Linked DNA regions of Mustela erminea: region 2 is linked to region 1. A link is a contact called in public Hi-C data. All regions are on one chromosome and are shown on one strand. The core of a region is the stretch at or near the end of the contact, and the rest is flanking DNA. Distances in the headings are between cores, read along the strand shown. Region 1 has its middle 61 kb from the start of ATF7IP. Region 2 holds the start of ATF7IP (activating transcription factor 7-interacting protein 1).

Region 1 (6,804 bases), core at 3,612-6,111:
TACCATTCCCCAAACCTCGCAAGGAGGTTTGTCTCTTCCTGTTCTTGTCTTTAAGAGCTGAAGTGCTTAAACAGATTGATTGTTGGGCATGTGGCATAGGCAGAGACCCTAGCATAATCGCTGGTGCTGGATCTTAGCCTCGCATGTGTGAACAGGTCTTAGCAGACCACTTCAAAATTACAGTGAAGGCGGTATTGACTCAGCATCAAGTGTTTCATTGCAGTCTGAGAAAGGGTCTAATAATGTGTGACTTTGCTAATAACCCTAAAGTTATATAAATGACATGCTGAAATTTTAAAGTGCTTTAGTGTTGATATCTGCACCAAGAACTCACCTTTGTTAAGGATTCTTCAAAATTGTGGAGTGGCTATGATTCTAAAAGTATGCATGGAAACCTCCTGGCCAAGGAAAGAGATCAATTCTTTTACTAGGCTAATTCTCTCATTTCGGGTCCTGCAAAGCTCCCGACCTGCTGAATTTCAGGTCCCCTGTTTTGCCTTTATCTTTTGAGTTCTTCTACGTCTGCCTAATAGCTGATCTATTGGCAAATCTGGAACTGGAACTCAGTTTTTCTGACTCCTGGTTATGATATCATTTAGCAAGCTCCATCTCGTTTTTCAGCTCTTCCCGAGAAGTTCTCCACCCCCCTGCTCCACCCATCCGCACTCTGTTTTCACGTCTTTCCTTTCTTCTCTCACAGCACACCTTGTTCCTATCTTTATGAAGCATATATCACACCACTCCACAATAGCTGATGTCCCCAGTATCTTTCTTCCCAACCTGTTAGTTCTTTGAAAGCAAGTTCCATGTTTAATGGGATTTTAAAACCTCACAGGTCTGCGGTAGGGAATAGTACCATAGAGCCCGATTGTTAGGGAGGGTTCAATCAATGTTGAATGAATATTGACTATTACAAAGTTCAAACTCTAGGAGGGGGATGATATATTTCTCCATTGTAGGAATTTCAACTACTCTAAAAGAATCTTTAAAAATTCACTATGGGGTAACTGGGTGGCTTGGTTGGTTGAGTGTCAGACTTGGTTTCTGCTCAGGTCACGATCTCAGGGTGCTAAGACAGCCCCATGTCAGGTTCCACGGTCAGCAGAGACTCTGCTTGAGATTCTCCCTCTCCCTCTGCCCCCTCCATCTCTCCCTCTCAAATAATCAGTCAATAAATCTTTTTTAAAAATTTCTATAAAGATCCATTGTTTTCACTTCCTAAAGCAGGGTAAGCTATTAATATCTACTGAAATATAAAGAACTGTGGGAAGCACAACGAATGTAGGCCTTAGTTTAGTATTAACACTTCATCCAATCAACTCCTTAGAAGCCTGGTACTGGCAGTGGTTTTCTGTTTTGGGGTTGGGGTGGAGAAGAGGACACTTCCTATCATTAAGTATCATTAAGAATCTCCAGGGATGGGGTAGAAAGTGTAGTTTGAAGATCCTCAGGCAATGCCCGTAAATTCACCCCCAGGAGAATGGGATTTCTCTTCCTCCCTTATCATAGCACAAAGGGACTGACGCTCAAGTATTGGCCAAGCTGATTTCGGTCTTGTTGATTGTATAAAGCACTGCACCCCCATCCCCCCAGAGCACCGAGACTTAGGGAGCACGGCTTTTAATATCCTGAGGTGGTTGAGCTCTTATTCTTTTGGATTCATCTAACTGTCAAAGAATTACATTATTTATAGGTGTGGGTATTTATAGAAGATCGCTGATTATTAAGCTTATAGTAACGGCCTTCGTTCTTGGTCTTGTGGGTGGGGACTGCCAAGCACATCCCAGTTCTCCTCCTTAGGGAGGTCATAACCCGGCTCAGCAAAGCTAGAGAGAGCCTTCAGTGTGCAGGGTGTAGTCTGGCTATAGATGACTGGAAAGCCTGGAGGCCTGCAGCCTTCCAGCGCACACTGCAGCCTTTTAGCCCTGTGAGCTGGAGTTTCCAAACTCGCTGGAGTGGAGACTTGCAAGGGGTGGGGCTGGAATGTCTTCCGCATTCCTCCTTCTCCTCCTCCCACTCCCCTCCCCCACTCCTCCTCCTTCCGCTCTTCGGGTAACTCCCCTCTCCTTCCACCTCCTCGGTCTCCACCCCCACCTCCCTTCTTCCCCACCATTTCTACCCCCCCTTCCTGTCCCTCCTTCTCCAGGCTACGGGGTGCTGCTGCGGGGGGAGGGGTGAGTGGCTGGAAACTGAAAGCGGGAGGACCTGAGTCTGAGTCTAGGGAGCCCTGGTAGCACCTTGGCCCCTGAGCACGTGGACATGAATCCTCTTCATATTATCTGTAGCCAAAGGCAGGACTAGCTTCAGAAAACCTTCAGAAAGGACGCCCAGGTGTTTCAATTATAGTTTTAGAGACAGCATGTCCATTCATGCTTGCTAATCTCTCATCTGTAAAATGGGGATAAAATAAAAATTAAACAAACGTTTTCCAAAAATAGGAAGCTGTACAACAAAGCTGTGTTCATTTCCTGTGAATGGTAAAGAGGAACTAAGTAACTGCGCTTTGTTGATTTTATTCCAGCTAAATACAAAAGACAGACCCTATACAACAAATGTTTTCTTTTGTTCTTGGCCTTGTAAAGAGTCATTTCTCTACAAAAAAAGAATCCCCTTTGTGCATTCCCTGGCCGAACTGGCCATGGGGATTATGAAGAGAAAAGCGCTCCGGAGCTGTTTTCCTGGTTAGAGACATTGTTCTGGAAAGCAAGCTGGGTTGCCATAGCTACGGCTCCCCAGCGGCCTCGCCCTGCCCCTTTCCACCCCGCCTGCCTGTGCTGGCTGCTGGTACTAGGGCTGTCCTCACTTCAGATATTCCTCCCCACAGCACGGAAATGGTAGGGAAATTCCAAACTATTTTCCCCAGATGGTCTCTGAGGCCCAGAGGGAGAAAAAAAAAAAAAATAATAATCCCTTGTCAGGCAGTCCTGAATTGTCCTTGAAAAAAACAGCTATTAGATTGAAAGCTCGTTGAAGGCAGGAACCTTGATCTCATCGCTGAACCAATTCTCCTCCTGTCACTACGATCATCTTCCTCCCCAGCCCAAAGTAGGTCGATGCATAGTAGGGTCTAGGAAAAGGTTTATATAATCACTAGCGGGTGAGTTTGCATTTTGACACGGACTCTAGAGCCAGAATCCTGGCCTGCCACTTCAATCGATAAAAGACCTACCCTCGCAAGCTTCACTGTCCTCATCTCTGAGATGGGGATGATAATATCTAAGTCAGAAATACGTGGTGGGGGTTGAATGAGATAACTTAATATGCGAAACATTTGGTATTATGTCAGGCTTATAGCAAGCTCTCCGTATTATAGTGATTTTTACTATTCTCTCTTCTGTAGCCTCCTTCATGTTCATGTGGGGAGAAACACCGTCCCCTACTAAAAGACAAAAACCCCTCAAACGACAACAAAACAACAACAACAACAAAAAACACCTTCTAGCAGAATGTACAGCAACCCAGGTCTAAAAGTTAATTAAATGAACGTGTGAGAGCAGCACAAGTTATTTGTGTATTAAGCGTCAAATAGAACATGCTAGTAACAAGTTCGATTTCTGGTAGGTTGTTGCACTCAAGTAAAGCAAAGTGTGTGTGTTCCTATTGTATCTCTACAGTAGGATTGTGACATCTTTCAGCTTGATCTTCTCCCTCACCCCGCCCCCAATCTCTTAAGAAATTTCTAAAACCTACAGATCTGGTTGCCATTGGGCGTATTTGAAATCTCTAAACTCCATAGGGGTCCCCCCCATGAGCCTCCTACATACACCGGGGCTGCCTTCCAAGTCACAGAAGCCCTGGGGTCCCCAGGCACTTAAAACTGGCGCGGCAGGAAGATTCTTAATCTCTGGACACTCAAGGGAGAGTGAATTTAGCACCTTCCACCTCCAAAATTTCCTGCGCTCCCCTGTCCCTTCCAAGGCAGGCCCAGACTTTGTCTAGAATTCCAAGGCAGCCTTCGGAGTTTGGGGGTGGGGGGGGGAGTCAGGAGACTTAAGTGGCGGGGGAAGGTTCTGAGCCAAACCTGGCCGCAGGATGTGCATACCCTCAAAGGCAGCGGACTGCGCCTCTCAGGGGGGCACTTCAGGGGTGGGACCGGAGCTTCTGGCACCTGAGGGAGGAGAGGCGAGGACAGGATTATCATTCCACTGTTACCTAATACTGCTGCGTCTGTCTATTGTTTGAGAGGGTATGTACAGCTTGTTTGTATTTTGGGACACGAACGAAAAGAGCACATTGACAGTGTGGAGTATGTTCGTTGTCATTAATGCACAGGGCTGAAGAAGCCTGGTCAGGTCACGTGTAAGTGCCAGTTGTATGTAAGGTGCTCCCACAACACCGATGGGCGGTGTACTTTGTGGTTGTGCAATAATGCAGCAAAGGTGCGGAGAGGTGGTGTGAACTGCAGGGTGTGAAGTGTTGTTCCCTCTGCTTTAGACCCTCTCACACATTTTTTCCCCCCCAACTCCTAGCAAACACTTAACTACCCAAGACACAAAATCCTCCCCTCCCCCAACACTGCAGCCCGCTTTCTCTGAAAACTGATACCCTGAGGCCCTTTTCCCTCACCAGCCACAATTAGGGGCAGTAGGAGGGAAAATGCGGGCTGGATCATGGCACAGAGGCAGTGTTCTGTAATTTTTCCTCCCGTAACAGGCCCCTGTTCCGACTCCAGGCCTTATATTTTATCTGACTTTGCTACTCCAGGAAACAGCTTTAGGCTCCTGCGAGTCCAGGCCAAATCCACTTCTTTCTGCGAAGTCCATTCTGTATTTTCTATTTCACCCTAGTCAAGTCTCAGCCGAGGCTGTTGTTCTCAATCCAGCTCAGAAACTGGCTCAAACCGCCCTGAACTGGATTTGGTGGCTGTTGAGACACAGTTTCTGCCTCTTTGTTAGGGCGGATCCGGCCTCATTCGCTCTTCGGTTTCCCTCCCTCCTGTTTTCCCAGAGTCACCAACAGCAGTTCCCCTCCCCCTGCCTCTCCAGTTTGGTTGGCATTTTTTTACCCTTCCCTGGGCCAGGGCCCCATGAAGTAGATTAAATTCTTTAATAAAATAGTGGATTTAGGTTGCAAACCTTCAGCTTCTATTACATTAACTATTTAGTTCCGCTTTTCTCAAATTTGTTATCTAACCAACTGACATGGTGCCCTTAAATCTTGGCTCTCATTCTAACCTAGAAAGATTGAAAATTCTCATTCTGGATGGAAATAACTTTAAATTCTACACCAAATGCTGAAAGGTGTTGGTGCAGTACCTTCTTATTTTCCGTTTTGTAGCTATATTTAATTTAAATCCTATCTTTGCTGAGAAATGACAAAACATTATCTATAGAATTTTTAAACAGTCGCCCATACCGGCTTTCTGTTGCAACTGCGAGATTCCCAGAGAAAGAAGTGAAGAATGGAGGTGTTTTTGGTTTTTGAACGTGTGATTTTAACCCGGGACCAGATTCTGTGACTTTAGTGAAGAAACCTGTTCGGAGAATGCGCCGGGGGGAACCATTCCTTAACATGATGCAGGTGGAGGCAAAACCGGGGGGTGTGGCAGAATAAGGCTAGAACAGGGCTGGGCATTTGTATACAATTTCTCTTTCTATGAAATTTAAGCATTTCTTAGGTTTCAGAACCAGAAAGAGAGGATGGTTGCCCTATATCGTGGATGGACGAAATGCCACCAAACTGTACACTTTAAAATGGTTAACATCGTGTCACGTGAATGTTAGCTCGTTTTTTTTTTTTTTTTAAAGTTCAGTGTTTCTTAAGAATTTTTCATTTTCCTTTTGCTCCTTTTGAAGTCAGAGGAGAAACAGATAATAAGTACCCATAATCTGGGTGTGGTTCTGTTTGACGCTTGACGACTCCCGGGTCTCCCCCTGGTGGCCAAATCAAGCAACATGTCAAGATGTCGGAAGGCCTTTGAGCCTGTCTCAATTTTATGTCGAAGCACAAAGCCCGGGCTGCTGTGCTGAGAATCGTACTCCCAGTCCCTTGCTTCGTGGGCAGTTTGTCTTACTCATGTGCATGGCGTAGGGCTATTTTACCCAACTAGGACCACAGATGTCTCACTTCCATGGTGTCACAGGTATTAATTCTAAAGTAGCCATTTAAAATTCACGCTGGAGTCCCCCCGCAGAACCAAACATACTGTCATTTCTCCTAGAGCACAAATCTGAGTAAGTTGCTCATTTAAGTGTTTCGTTTCAATAGAGCATAAAGTGCTGGAAAAAAGCCAATTCTAACAGTAGCTCTGGAAAAGCTATTTTTACAGGCGGGAGGGGAAGGGCTGGCTTTGTCTTGTGACTCATTCCCCTGAGAAAGACGACTTAGGTTGTGGCCAAGGTAACCTTTGAAATGTCTGTAAAAGAGGTGAAACCAGCATCTGAATGTGCTCTTAGGAGATTTACAAGTCACAATTATTGTGGGGAGACCTGCAGTGTTATACTCTATTGGAGTCCAAGTAATCCACATTGGCCCTCTCATTGTTAGATTAACTTTTGTTTGGGATTTTCACACCTTTAGTTTCTTGGGTTTGAAGTGTTTCTCCCTCCTGAAGCGCTTCCTACTTAGCATAGGCCTTGCCTCCTAGTCACTTCCTCAGAGAAGCCTTCCTGAACACTTAGTCAATAGTAGATTCACTATGACCAGTTATCTTCTCACGTATCTTTTTTTTTTTTTTTTAAAGATTTTATTTATTTATTTGACAGAGAGAGATCACAAGTAGGCAGAGAGGCAGGCAGAGAGAGAGGAGGAAGCAGACTCCCTGCTGAGCAGAGAGCCTGATGCGGGACTCGATCCCAGGACCCT
Region 2 (6,838 bases), core at 1,281-3,780, 62 kb before region 1:
TGCTAATTTTCAATACTTTCCAAATGTGTTATAAGTAAAAAAAAAAAAAAAAAAGTATTTAAATATATATATCATATATTCAAATCACAATTTAAAGAAAAAAGTATTTTAATGGTTTATGGCTTAATCAAACCTTTTTGTCTAAACTACATTTTGTGATATTTAAAACCTACAAAACTAAAAAAGTTTTAAATGACCCCAGTAAGTTAGTATTCATTCCTTAAATAATCTAGTCCTAATATTATTTACATTACATATATGACAAAATTTTGTGGTATTTTAACTATGAAACAAAAATTTCAAAACATGCTTGTTATTGAAAGAACAGCAAACATAGAGTGAACATTCAGACAATTCATTGGTCTTAGTTTTAAGTTTACAGAAATATACTTGCCTTTCTAACAAACAGCAAAATTATCTTCCTAAGAAATATTTATATTATACATTATGTTCCTCAGTGTTTTCAAGTACCTTTTATAATCTTCAGCATTAACCTAAGAGGCAACCATCTGTATATTCAAATGAAAACATAAGTTTAAATATACAAACCAAAATATTCCACTTTACTTCACTTCACATTTCACTTCACTCTGGAAGTGCAAAGCGTATCAAGTCCTAAGATCGAAGTTCTTTTCTTAACTTAAATATATACGTGTACATAAATACACATACAAACACACAAATATAGAAAATACAACACATTTTTAACTCTAAACTTCTGAGAGAATCTCACAGGAAGTGGGGGAAGGGTGTGCTGGGTAATCCACCTCATAAGTATAAAAAGGGAAAAGATTACACAACTGCCCTCTAAATATAATTTCTGTGTAGAAGAGTCCAGAGGTCCAGGAATTATATGAATGGCTAATTTTCTGTTGAGAAAAAAGAATTATCTTTCCTATCACTCCAATCTATCTTGTATGTAATGTCATTTTTTAAAAATCCACCAACCAAAACTATTCCTTTCAATTACATCTACTTAATACTAACAGAACTTGCTTTGGGCAAGAAAAACATCCCTAACCAACCATTATAAAGTACTAGTCACTTCTTCATTTGACAGATAACTGATTTAAACTTAGTGTTAATATAACCAACCCAGAAACCAATTATTGTACACACAAACCACAGGTGACATTTATGAAAACCAGTTACAAGTTTTGAGTCCACTAAGAAATAATCTGCGCAGTAACAGAATTATATCAAATTGTATAACACTTATCCCAGGGGTGTTATATAAGATTTAAATATAGTGACACAACCACTGTAAACTAAAATAATCAGTAGCATACTTACAACCACCTTCTTTAAGAAACGAAAACTAAGAACACTAAGAATTCAAACACGACTATATCTCATACACATGTATATGGTGCAGTTTTTTTAAAGACTCAACTAATTTTTTTTCATTGATGGTTAACTTTATTCCTCATAAGGGCCTCAGTGTAGTTAATTCTCATAAGAATTCTTTGTAAAAAAATTTGCCAAGTTATATTTCACATATAATAAAATGCTTAAAAAAAAAAAGACTTTAATTTTAAAAGTCAGAGTAATAAAAATGACCAAACTGAAGCAGTTATGGACAAGAGATCAGAGACTGAAAGAAATCTAAAACTCAGATTCAAGTAGGATCAGAAGCACACAAACTGATAATTAGGACTTCATTAACTTAGACTGAGATTTGATTTTTCCAATGCTCTTTCCCCCTCATATTTCCAAAACTCAAAACTGCTTCTATTTTGTAAACATTCCCTGATAACAGAACTGGTAAAATTAGGGTTAAAAATGTATTTGCAGATATGCAGTTCAATTAAATGTACTTCCCCTGGGACCACCACTAGGTGCTGATCTTTATCTCCCTAAATATACACTTGAACCCAGCAATACCCCAAAAGTGAGATTATAATCGAGAACCACAAGTGACAATCATTTTTACGGATAATTAAGTTCACAGCTTCTCAGAGAATCGGAAAAATATAAAAAAGAGTTTGAGCCCGATATAAGAGTAAAACACAAGAGAAACGTTTTCCTTAAAAAATGTGGAAATTTGAGGATAACAAAATGAAACTCCTCAAGAATGAGGAAAATTAAATCTAGAACCCAAATGGCGTCCAACAAGAACATTAGATCTTGAAAATGAATATTGCGCTTGCGCAGCCACCGCCCCGCCAGCTGCACAACTGCAGCTAGAGCCCGACCCCGCAAGATCACGTGCTCCCATGCAGCGCCCGCCCGCAGCTCCGCAACCGCGCAGGCGCACACACAACTCCCGCAGCCGCCATAATGCGGTCTTGACTCTTCATAAATACAATAGTAATTTAAGAAAATGTGGTTATAACAGCCCCTAGGAGTCATATATACCTTTCGGGGCGGGAGATGAGGGAGGGGGAACCAAGTTCCTTCCTACAGAGCCGTTCCGCGCAACCGTCCTCAACGCGGCCGCTTCAGTATCGCGCGCTTCAGTCGCCGCGCCGCCGCTGCCGCCGCCGCCTCCGCAGATTCAAAAACAAACCCGCTTCTCCCCTGCACGCGCCGGGGCCGTTATGCAAATTAATGTAGGCGGGGCTACATGGGCGTAATATTGGCCACGCCCGTGGTATTAACAGCCAATAGGCTCACGGATCAGCCTTTCCCCATGCAAATCTCCTGGTTTTTTATTTGAATGAGGAAAATTGGCCACGCCTCCTGCCTTGGAAAAGAGAAGGAAGTCTGAGGTGGTGGCGCTGCGCCTTTCAGTTGCAGTGTGAGTTGTGTTTTGAGTGGAGCTTCGCTCAACCAGTGAGTAGCACTTTGTTAGCGCCCTCTATGAGCCTTAGGAAAGAAGGAAGGAAATAGGTACGTGAGAGTTAAAGAGCGGAGAGAAAGATTTTCGGAAAAGGCTGAAGTATATTTGTTCATTATTTATATTAAAAATTCACAAAGTATACTTTAAACTGTAAGTAATGAGAGAATGGCGAAGACACGTATTTTCTTTCAGTTTTGTGCCAGAGCTAGCACTTCCAATCATACCCTTCTACCGGAAGTTGTATCCTTATATGCAATTTTATATTGGGAGCCAATCTTTAATGAAGGCCGTGAGATGCAGTAGAGAAGATGCTACTCAGTTTGTTGGGAGAGCTGGGCTCACATCCAAGTACTCCTGTCTTCTTGCCTGTTTCTTGGAACACGTGTGTTAACACAGTTTTCTCATCTCTGAAATGGTGATAGCGACTGTGCTTCAAATCGGTTAAGAGAGGTCAATGACAGGATAAATGTAAAGTTCTTTTGCAAAGCAAGAAGAGCCTGACAAATAGTTCGTAAGGTTTGGTTATCTTGTTTTTTAATACAATTTTCCCCTTAATCTATTCATTCCGTTTTTATTTAGCAATCAGTGTTCTAGAACTATATTAGGTGCCTGTCCTCAAGAAATCTATACTAGAGGAAACAAAAGTAAACAGGACATTGTAAGCAATAAGAAATTAGTGGAGGACGCTTGATACTTATTTTTATAAGTCTGGTCTTTCAACGTAGTTGAAATCCTGAGTGGCTTTAGGAGAATCGCCTAATCCAGAGTTGGAGAATCAGTAATGCCTTCCTAGAAAAGGTGAACTCTAAAATGAAACCCAATTTAAAAGATTATTTGCCTAAAAGGTGAACTTTATTGTAGAATAATGAAGGATCACTTGAAAGGTAAATAAATCAGGAAATAACACAGATTTGCATTGTTTTATTGCTAAGCTTTGTAAAGTACTTTACACAGAACATAGTACGTGATTGTTCAAAAAAATTATACAGTCTCAATTATAACGATGTATTATAATTTATTTAGTACATAGGTGCTCAGTTATAAAATACTCAACAATTTGTAAATATTAATATCAATATCAAAAGCTTCATTCTATAATAAGACAAATGGGATTGGAATAATAGAGCACATCAGATTTCACTTTGTATGTTTTCTATAAATAAAAAAGAATCGTGTTTATAATAGTTCACTCTCAATGGCAAAGGGAAAAATAATTCAGCATTAACTCACCAACTGGTCATTTTTCATAGATATGCTCATCTTCTAGACCTGCCTCCCTAAGACTCTAACTAGACAGTTTTATTGTATTTGAATCTCCCACAATATACTCAACTACACATTTATAGTTTCTTCAGCCATTCTAACTGCTAGTTGATCTAAGCAATCATAGCTTCATTCAACAATTACAGTATTTATTATGTACTCACATACTATTCTAGGCACTAAAGATGCCCAGAGGAAATGGCACTCCCTCTAATGGAGATAAAAAACATATATACTGATAAATATTATTAAATCATTACTATCCCGACGCCTGGCTGGCTCAGGTGGTTGAAGCATCTGCCTTCAGCTCAGGTCATGATCCCAGGATCCTGGGATTGAGCCCCACATTGGGCTCCCTGCTCAGCAGAGACTCTACTTCTTCCTCTCTTTCCCTCCCTCTGCCTCTCCCCTTCCCCACCCCCAGGCCCCCCAAACTCATGAGCTCTCTCTTTCACTCTGCTCTCTTTCTCAAATAAATAAAATCTTTTTAAAAAGCATTACTATCATGAAGATATATGCTAAATATAAAAGAAATACAGAATAAGAGGACCTAAATCTTGCTCATAGAATATAGGAAAATTCCTTACCTGTTTCTTGTAATAAGTGTGATGCTTGACCTGACTCATAATGAAGAGTTTCATGTGGCTGTCAGAATAATATAAAAAGAATTCAAGTTAGGTAAAACAGAAATTCAAAATATTTCTCATTCTCTATGGCACTAGGCATTGGTCAATCAGAAACAGACTCAAAAACTGTCTACTTCATCAGATATTAATCCCTTAGTTGTAGGATTGTGAAGAGGTCCAATGCTTCTTCAGCTGGGGACCTAGGCAGACTGGATGGTAGGAGGAGTATTCACAGGTGGGGCATCTACTTACCAATCAGTACTGAAGGATTTCAATATTTTATCCACCTTTTTGGCCTTATTTATACAAACAGACTGAATATTCTAGGGGAAAAATGCTGTAGTAAAGCAAAATCACAGAACTTCTCACAAAAAAATAATAAAAAACCAAAAACCTAAAATAATAAACATAAATGAATTTCAGTTGTAGCTATTGAGCAGCAGTTGAACAAATAGCATAAACTTGAAAAAGGAACAGCTAATGAGGAAAACTGAAGTTTCTAATACTACAAAATGAGACCACCTAATGTAGTGATTGCAAAAATGGGCTTTGAAAGTTTACTACCTAAATTAGAATCCTGTTGCTGCTACTTTACTGCAGCACATTCTAAACTGCTCTATACAAATGGTTCCTGAAATATGAAATGGAGATGATAAAAAATAGCCCCTGTCTGCTGAGGTTTTTATGAAGATTAAATTCTGGTAAAACATTTCAAATAATACTGAATATATAGTAATATCTCAATAAGTGGTCAGCTAATAGTAATCATCCTAGTGGTGGTAGTAGTAGAAGTAATAATAGTACTTGTCAGAATGGTAAAAGTGCAGACATAGCTCAGCTTGAGCAGTTTCTATCTGTACATCCTGTACACTATCTGTACATCTGTACTATATATCTGTATACTATCATTAAGAAGAAATATGAATTAACCTGATAATTTTTATTATTGTCCTCCAATTTCCAGAGAATTTTATTGAAGTATTAAGTAGACAAGCCTGGGAAAACTCAAGAAGCAATTCTGGGAATAGGAAATGTGGAACACTGGATTCCAGGATGATCTCTATTTCTTTATGTTTATATCATGTATAATCCTCTCCCCTTAAGTATGGGCAGAATCCATGGCTTACTTCTAGGCAATAGAGTATGGCAAAAGTAAATAAATTCTGCAGTTGTAATTAATGATTCAAATAAATTGATTTCAAGTTAACCAACCAAAAGGGATATTACCTTGGAGAGATCTGCCTTAATCTGGAAAAAGCCCTTTGTTTTTGTTTTTTGTTTTTATTTAAAGATTTTTTTTTTTTTTTTTTTTTTTTTTGAGACAGAGCATAAGCAGAGAGAGAAGCAGGCTGTCCACTGAACAAGGAACCCGATGTGGGACTCAATCCCAGGACCCTAGGATCGTGACCTGACCCAAAGGCAAACACTTAACCAACTGAGACACCCAGGCATCCCTGAAAAAATCCCTTTGGAAAGGAGCTGGACCTTCCCTGAGGAGAGACTTTCTCCTTGCTGGCTTGACACAGTAAGCAACTATGTTGAAGAAACCAACATAGAAATTTACTAAACTGACCTGCAGAATCTGTGGGTAGCCTGAAAGTAGCCTTCAGCCAACAGGCAGGGAAAAGCCAGGACCCTCAATCATATAGCCATAAAGAAATAAATTCTATAAATAAACCAAATGAGCTTGGAAGTAGGTTCTTTACTAGCTAAACATTCAAATGAAAATACAGCACAAATAGTACCTTGATTGTACCCTTGGGATTCTGTGAGAAGAAGATCCATCTAAATCATATCAAAAATCCTGACCCACAGAAACCAAGATAATAGATGCATATTTCTTTAACCAAGATAATAGATGCATATTTCTTAAGTTACTAAATTTGTCATAATTTGTTACATGGCAATAGAAAACTAATAGAGGAAGTCACCAGAGAAGGGAAGAGGTATCTAAACCATTTTCCAAGGTACATAGGTGATCTAAATGAATGAAATGGGTTCTATTAGAAGATATTTAACTGGCACTCAATAAAAAGGATAGAACCAGTACTATAATTATAACTCAGCAAAACAGGCCTCTTTTCTGGTCCCCATATTATAATGTGCCATATATATCATAAACATACACACAGATTTATAAGAACACACGGATGCCTTTGTCACTCAG

What was found. A called contact is a pair of places that touch in the nucleus more often than the background predicts.
Region 2: a contact with region 1 is called in a Hi-C map of skeletal muscle, with 7 times the contacts expected there. The contact joins the promoter of ATF7IP here to the enhancer-like site in region 1. A contact is called at or near these places in 3 of 3 Hi-C or Micro-C datasets (fibroblasts, skeletal muscle and spleen).

What each region holds. Positions count from the first base shown.
Region 1 is chr6:57,187,143-57,193,946 of mMusErm1.Pri, reverse strand. No RefSeq gene overlaps it. Among named protein-coding and RNA genes, the nearest start is that of ATF7IP, 61 kb to the left of the region's middle. Within about 2 kb of position 4,861, the one cell type or tissue checked has open chromatin away from gene starts, as enhancers often do. A contact at or near this core is called in fibroblasts, where this site is marked.
Region 2 is chr6:57,247,141-57,253,978 of mMusErm1.Pri, reverse strand. It overlaps ATF7IP (activating transcription factor 7-interacting protein 1), which reads right to left and starts at 2,530. Exons shown (of 15, transcript XM_032347397.1): 1 at 2,359-2,530.